Regions from separate parts of the Mus musculus genome. Here region 2 is linked to region 1. The links are chromatin contacts, called in public HiChIP or PLAC-seq maps. All regions are on one chromosome and are shown on one strand. Each heading gives the region's core, a stretch centred on a gene start, on an enhancer-like site or on the middle of the called end of the contact. The rest is flanking DNA. Distances are from core to core; before and after follow the strand shown. Region 1 holds the start of Cdt1 (chromatin licensing and DNA replication factor 1). Region 2 overlaps Cdh15 (cadherin 15).

Region 1 (3,395 bases), core at 609-3,108:
CTTGGACAGCCCCAATTACATAGTCTCAAAAACAACAACAACAACAAAAACCAAGACAGGGTCTCTCACTGTAGTCCTGGCTGACATGGAACTTTGTATTTACACCTGCTGGGATTAAAATCAAGAAGCAGAAAGATTTTTTTAAATTTTATTTATTTTCTGAGATACAGTTTTTCTGTGTAGCCCCTGGCTGTCCTGTAACTTAAACTCTGTAGACCAGGCTGGCTTCGAACTCAGAGAGCCACCTGCCTCTGCCTCTCAAGAGCTGAGATTAAAGGTTTGCCCAGGCCACTGCCTGGACTAGTTCAAAGTCATTTGACAGGGTTTCATGTATTCCCAGACCAGAGTAGAACTTGAGTCTCCTCCCTAAGCCTCTGAAGTGCTACAGTCACACGTGTGAGCTACCAGGTTTCCACACCTATGCCTTTTCTCCTTTTTTATTAATTTCAGTCAGGGAAATTAATTCCCAGCCCATGGAATAGTGGCATCCAAATTAGGGTGTGTCTTCCCACTTTAATTAGCCTCAACTAGAAAATCCCTCATGGGCATGCCCAGAGGCATGGGCCGCATTCCTCATGGCTGCAAATATCAAAGAAAGGGACTCTATTCCCAAACGCTCAAGCGGCTGTGTTAGGCTTGATGCCTCTGGAACTTCCTGTTTGCTTGCTGTCTTACATTATGGGGGATCACTAGTATACCAGAGCACTCTCTGATCCTAGAACATCGGATTAGCTCAGCCATGTGTCACTTATCTAATCAGCTTCGATCAGGAGGCAGCTGGCTTTGTCTTGTCACTGGGCCAAACCAAGAATTCCCGCAGGGTTCCAAGGCTGTGCCCTCCCAAAGGCCAACTTGGCAGGGATGTAGAATGGTTACTATGGCTGGCCATGAGGCTCCAGGGTGTAGTACACTCAGGAGGTAGGAGCAACCAAGTCTCCAAACTTCTAAATCTTGGTCCTTTACTTCACAGCTGCAGATGCAGTTTAGCCTGATGCGCTGGACTGTGCATGATCCCACTTCCTGAGAAATCTCCTTCGGTGCAGCGTGTGCTTACAGCTGCTATCCAGGTTTCCCAGTTCCTGCTTCTCCACTGTCCCCTCACCCTCATGAGAGCCACCTTTGCCCAAAATGATCATACTGTCTGCATGGCCACTTCCTCCAGGAGTTGGGAGCATTGGGTGGGTGACTGCCATCTGATGAGGAAAGCAGACCTGCGTGGCCTCTCTGAATTTTCCCATGCTTCTAGGCCGCTTCCTGCCAAGGCGTAACTCCAACCTCTGCAGTCCTTAGCCCGGATGTGGCTAGGAAAATGAGATGCTTTTGGAGCCGGTTCGGCGGCATGAGTCGTCCTGGGTACTCATCTCGCTCATGGGACCGGACACTCAGCAGTTGCGTGTGACTCAGACCCAGCTACTTGGCTAGCCTTGGAGACCGGGCTAGTATTTTGTAAATGGGAACAACAGGAGCAGAAGTGTCTCCTTTCACGTGATTGCCTCTTTGCTGGGCCAAGAGCTGTCAGGGCCGCAGCCGCCGCTGTCCACACCGCGCGCCAAGTGGCTTTGAGAACCTTACGCACCACAGCCCCGCAGCCCGCGGAAACCACGCGGATCGCGGATGTACTACGCTGCACGCCAGCGCGCCAGCGCACAGGAGTCAAATAGTCTCCTGCCCCCAACCCTCCAGCCCCGGCCGCTCCCATTCTCGGTCCTCAATCCAAAGCTGCCGCGGGGGTGGTGGCCCGGCATGGCGCATGCGTCTCTTGGTGCCTACTAGCGCGCATGCCCCGGAGCGCGCACATTTCCCCCCTCCCAGAACTGTGCGTGGTGGTACGGCCTGGGCGGGGCGAGGCTGAAGCCGCGAAAGTTGCGCGGAATCCGCGGGAACTACCTTTTTGGCGCCATGGCGCAAAGTCGTGTTACCGATTTCTATGCGTGCCGTCGCCCTGGCCTTACGACTCCGCGGGCCAAGTCGATCTGTCTCACCCCGAGCCCTGGTGGCCTCGTGGCTCCTGCGTTCACCCGGAGCAGCAGCCGCAAGCGCGCCCGGCCCCCAGCCGAACCCGGGAGTGACCAGCCCGCGCCGCTCGCGCGCCGGAGGTTACGGCTGCCTGGATTGGTAAGGAGCGCGCGGGAGTCCCCCCAGAGGACCCTTGGTTAGGACAAGAGAACCAGGTTCTCGGGCGCCGAGGCAGAGGACTGGAGGAATAGAGTCGCGAGCAGGCTGGGCGCTTTTTCCTCTCCCCAGGGCATTGCTGACGTAGGCAGAGGGTACCTGGGCTTCCGGGGAGGCCGCAGCTGGCGGGGGTGAATTGTGGTGGTGTGGGGGTTATGCAAAGAATTGAGGGCTGGAGAGATGGCTCAGCGGTTAAGAGCACTGACTGCTCTTCCGAAGGTCCTGAGTTCAAATCCCAGCAACCACATGGTGGCTCACAGCCATCTGTAGTGAGATCTGATGCCCTCTTCTAGGGTGTCTGAAGACAGCTACCGTGTACTTACATATAATAATAAATAAATCTTTAAGTAGGAGTGAGCAGGGCCAAGCTGAAGTGAGAGAGGTCAACCAGAGCAAACAGAGATCCTAAATTCAAATTCCCAGCAACCACATGACAGCTCACAACCATCAATACAGCTACAGTGTATTCATATACATATAAATAAACAAATAAACCTTTAAAAAAAAAAGAATTGAGCTGGAGTTCCTGAAATGGAGAGAGGGCCCTGGAGGGCCAGGCCTGCGAGCTGCTTCAAGACTGGACAGACCAGGTGGATCTTTCCTAACTGCTTCATCAAGCATCTCCATAGACAGGCACCCCCTAGCGCCTGACTCCTGCCCTCCGAGTCGAGTGAACTGATACCCTAGTTCTGGCTCAGCAGGGAGCAGGTACCCCTTCCCACCCCCAGTTTATTGTTCTGTGCCTTCTTAATCGCCAGGACTCCTGCCCCAGTTCTCTGCCTGAGCCCAGTTCCCCAGCTGAGCCCAGCCCTCCAGCTGACCCTAGCCCTCCAGCTGACCCTGGCTCCCCCGTTTGCCCATCCCCCGTCAAGCGAACAAAGAGTACAACTGTTTATGTTGGTCAACAGCCGGGCAAGGTAAGAAGGCTGGACTGAGGGTGGGCTGTGGGCAGGGGCATGCGGAATTTGCAGAACTGACAGTGCCTATGTCCCCAGATCCCCTCAGAGGACTCCGTCTCTGAGCTCCAGTCCTGCCTGAGGCGGGCACGGAAGTTGGGAGCCCAGGCACGGGCCCTGAGAGCCCGAGTCCAAGAGAATGCTGTGGAGCCTAGTACCCCAGATGCCAAGGTGCCCACAGAGCAACCATGGTGAGTCCTAGTGGGGCCACAAGGTTAAGGCGAGGACAGACCTTTGGGAGGCGCTGTGGGGTCTGAGTGGGTGGAT
Region 2 (3,395 bases), core at 536-3,035, 300 kb after region 1:
AGAATCAGGTGGGCTGCCCTGGGGTCTGAGGGTTTAGGAGGTGGGATCAGCGGCTCCACGACTGCTGAGGGTGCCTCTAGAATCTGAGGGTGCAAGAGAAAGGCCATTGGTGTACATCCCTCAGGGTACTATGTGTGTATGTGGGGTGACCATACCCCACAGGACAGGACTGGGCTCCCACAAGGGCACATAGTCCAAGACAGTTCTTAGGTAGCCTCTGATTATTGATCTGGGCAGCAGCATGATCAATATTATGGGCACATTATTGATCATGTGCAGTTGGGTTAATAACCAGCTTGGGGTGGTGGTAGCTGGCAAGATGGCTCAGTGGTTAAGGCGCTTACCACCAAGCTTGCCCACCTAAGGTCATTTCCTGGAACGCACCTGGTCAGAGGAGAGACTCAATTCCTCCATGCCCTTTGCTCTCTTGTATGTCATGGTGCTCACACATGTGCACACACATGTGCACACACATGCAAATAAATAAGTTTTAAAAATGTTGAAATATAAAATGGAAATAATTAAAAAAAAAACGTTAGTTGGGGCTGGGGGTCCTCAAAGGCTGAATGCTGGCCAACCCCAGGTCACATATGGGTATGTGATAGTAATATGTGTTTGCATATATGCTATGGGACCCCATGTCTAGGCATCTTGGGTGAGCCTTATCCCTCTCCTCCCCTCCCCACCAATAGCTACTCCAAAGACTACGACCCAGAAGACTGGCTGCAAGTGGACGGGGCCACAGGCAGGATCCAGACCCAGCGAGTGCTGAGCCCTGCTTCACCCTTTTTGAAGGACGGCTGGTACAGAGCCATCATCCTAGCCCTGGACAATGGTGAGGGGAAGTGGGTGTTGTCTTTGTCCCATAGCCCGCTGCTCCCTTAAGTGGACAACTGACAGGGTAGCTTGTGGGTGGGGCTCGAACTTATTCGCTCTCCCTTCTTCCAGCCATTCCTCCTAGCACAGCCACAGGCACCCTGTCCATCGAGATCCTAGAAGTCAACGACCATGCCCCTGCACTGGCTCTTCCTCCATCTGGCAGCCTGTGCAGTGAACCAGACCAGGGCCCTGGCCTCCTCTTGGGTGCCACGGATGAGGACCTGCCCCCACACGGGGCCCCTTTCCACTTCCAGCTGAACCCCAGAGTACCAGATCTGGGCCGGAACTGGAGCGTCAGCCAGATTAACGGTGCGCTCCCCCCACGCCCTCCCCCACTCTCTCAGCTCCGCAACCCTGAGACCCAAGAGACAGGCCGATACAATGTATCGCCATGACTACATTCTCCGCCCCCGCCCCCCCCCTCCCTTGCCCGGGCTGGGATTCGTTTCCACAGTATCCAATGGGTAGATGGGGAAACTGATACCCAGTGACTCAGGTACTCTCTGGGCGGAAGCGGGGTTAACCTGGAGCTTCAGCTGACCACGCTGCGCCTTCTACAGTGAGCCATGCACGCTTGCGGCTCCGACATCAGGTCTCCGAGGGCCTGCATCGCCTGAGCCTGCTACTCCAGGACTCTGGGGAGCCACCCCAGCAGCGAGAGCAAACGCTGAACGTCACCGTGTGTCGCTGTGGGTCGGATGGCACTTGCCTGCCCGGGGCTGCCGCGCTTCGAGGAGGAGGTGTAGGCGTCAGCTTGGGGGCACTGGTCATTGTGCTGGCCAGCACCGTGGTCTTACTAGGTGAGTGAAGGTCCTTGGCCCCACCCTTTGTTCTGGGTCCCTTCCCCACCCTGCGTCCTTTAAGCGCCCACACTCCAGCCAGTCTCTCGTGCCTCCAGTTCTCATCCTGCTTGCCGCGCTCCGCACACGGTTCCGGGGGCATTCCCGGGGCAAGAGTCTGTTGCATGGCCTACAAGAGGACCTTCGGGACAACATCCTTAACTATGATGAGCAAGGAGGCGGGGAGGAGGACCAGGTAAGGAGAGGAGTGGTGGCTTAGACACACGGAACCCTGGAAAGGGGTCCCAGAATGTCCAGCAGCCTCCTAGAAGATCCTCTGGCAACCAGGAGGTCCCTTCTCTGACCTTAGCTGTTTACTATGCACACAGGATGCGTACGACATAAACCAGCTGCGCCACCCAGTGGAGCCGAGGGCCACAAGTCGCTCTTTGGGCAGGCCACCCCTGCGCAGGGATGCCCCCTTCAGCTATGTGCCACAGCCACATCGAGTGCTTCCCACCAGCCCATCTGACATTGCCAACTTCATCAGTGATGTAGGTGCCCTGTGGGGGAGGGGTGATCGCAGAATGGGGCAATGCATGCTTGTATGTATACATGCACATATGCACAAACACACAAATGTCCAGACCCTGCTTCCAGTCCCCATGCTACAGGGTGTCAGGGGGTGAGCTCACCAGCAGGACCCTGGCTGAGCTTTAGGAAAACCTCAGAGGGCAAGTGAGCAGGTTGACCACCCACTTTTCAAACCCTGTGGGTAGGAGCCGAACATTAGCAGCTATGTGGCCAGAGAAGGCCAGCCAGCACTGGCCTTAATAGTTCTGTTTCGTGTCCCTCTGGAAATCGTACCCATGCATGGTTCCTGACCTCCTTCTGTTTACTATGATGAGGTAGGACAGGACTTGCCTTGATGTCATCTGAAGAAAGCATCAGTTTGAACATCGCATGAGCGACTACTGTCTACACAAAAGATGATCAGAATGAGGGGGTGGAACGGGGATGGCTAAGTCTGAGTCTGGCCATGTGGGGAACCCCCTATTGACTGCCTGCCCACACAGCCCAGAGAAACGGGGCTCCCAGCAAACTGGGGGGCCTCCTTGGGGATGTTAATTCTAGTGCAGGGACTGGTCACGAGATAACTGGGGTGCCAGTGGAGATCCTGCCTCTGGAGGGGGCCAGATGGTTCTGGAAAGGTGCCTGAGAGACTGGGCGTGGGCGGGAGGAAGAGCTGCTATGACAGGAGACAGCTTCTCCTCACCCTGAGGGGAAGGGCCGGAGGGAACAGAACCTTCTCTGCCAGCCCGTTCTGCACAGGGGCGTGTTCTGCAGGCCCACCTTTTTTGTTTGTTTGGTTTTTCGAGACAGGGTTTCTCTGTGTAGCCCTGGCTGTCCTGGAACTCACTCTGTAGACCAGGCTGGCCTCGAACTCAGAAATCCACCTGCCTCTGACTCCCAAGAGCTGGGATTAAAGGCGTGTGCCACCACTGCATGCCCATCTTAAAAGAGACAGGGCTGTCCCTGCCTGTAGCTGAGCACCAGAGGGCACCCTGCTTGCCTGCCTGAGTGGTCCTGAGGTCTGTGGGGGCTTTTCCACAGGGCTTGGAGGCTGCGGACAGCGACCCCAGCGTGCCTCCCTACGACACAGCTCTCATCTATGACTACGAGGGAGATGGCTCTGTGGCAGGGACGCTGAGCTCCATTCTGTCCAGCCTGGGAGAT

The links. HiChIP or PLAC-seq counts read pairs in DNA pulled down with a chosen protein or histone mark.
Region 2: an H3K27ac HiChIP or PLAC-seq map of SST interneurons shows a contact between it and region 1, with 8 times the contacts expected there. The contact joins the enhancer-like site here to the promoter of Cdt1 in region 1. A contact is called at or near these places in 2 of 39 promoter capture datasets (cranial neural crest and neural stem cells), 1 of 484 Hi-C or Micro-C datasets (muscle stem cells), 14 of 115 datasets of contacts at active chromatin or transcription factors (the 230-238 cell line, DN3 thymocytes, the SCID.adh cell line and 9 more) and 2 of 9 other capture datasets (adipose tissue and liver).

The regions. Positions count from the first base shown.
Region 1 is chr8:122,566,157-122,569,551 of GRCm38.p6, forward strand. Cdt1 (chromatin licensing and DNA replication factor 1) reads left to right here and starts at 1,859. Exons shown (of 10, transcript NM_026014.3): 1 at 1,859-2,115; 2 at 2,931-3,089; 3 at 3,168-3,319. The coding sequence starts at 1,900.
Region 2 is chr8:122,863,551-122,866,945 of GRCm38.p6, forward strand. Cdh15 (cadherin 15) reads left to right here. Exons shown (of 14, transcript NM_007662.2): 8 at 1-8; 9 at 693-835; 10 at 949-1,188; 11 at 1,440-1,679; 12 at 1,778-1,914; 13 at 2,048-2,212; 14 at 3,273-3,395. Among named protein-coding and RNA genes, the nearest start is that of Gm39273, 5.2 kb to the right of the region's middle. Within about 2 kb of position 1,786, at least 20 of the 459 cell types and tissues checked have an H3K27ac peak or open chromatin away from gene starts, as enhancers often do. A contact at or near this core is called in SST interneurons, where this site is marked.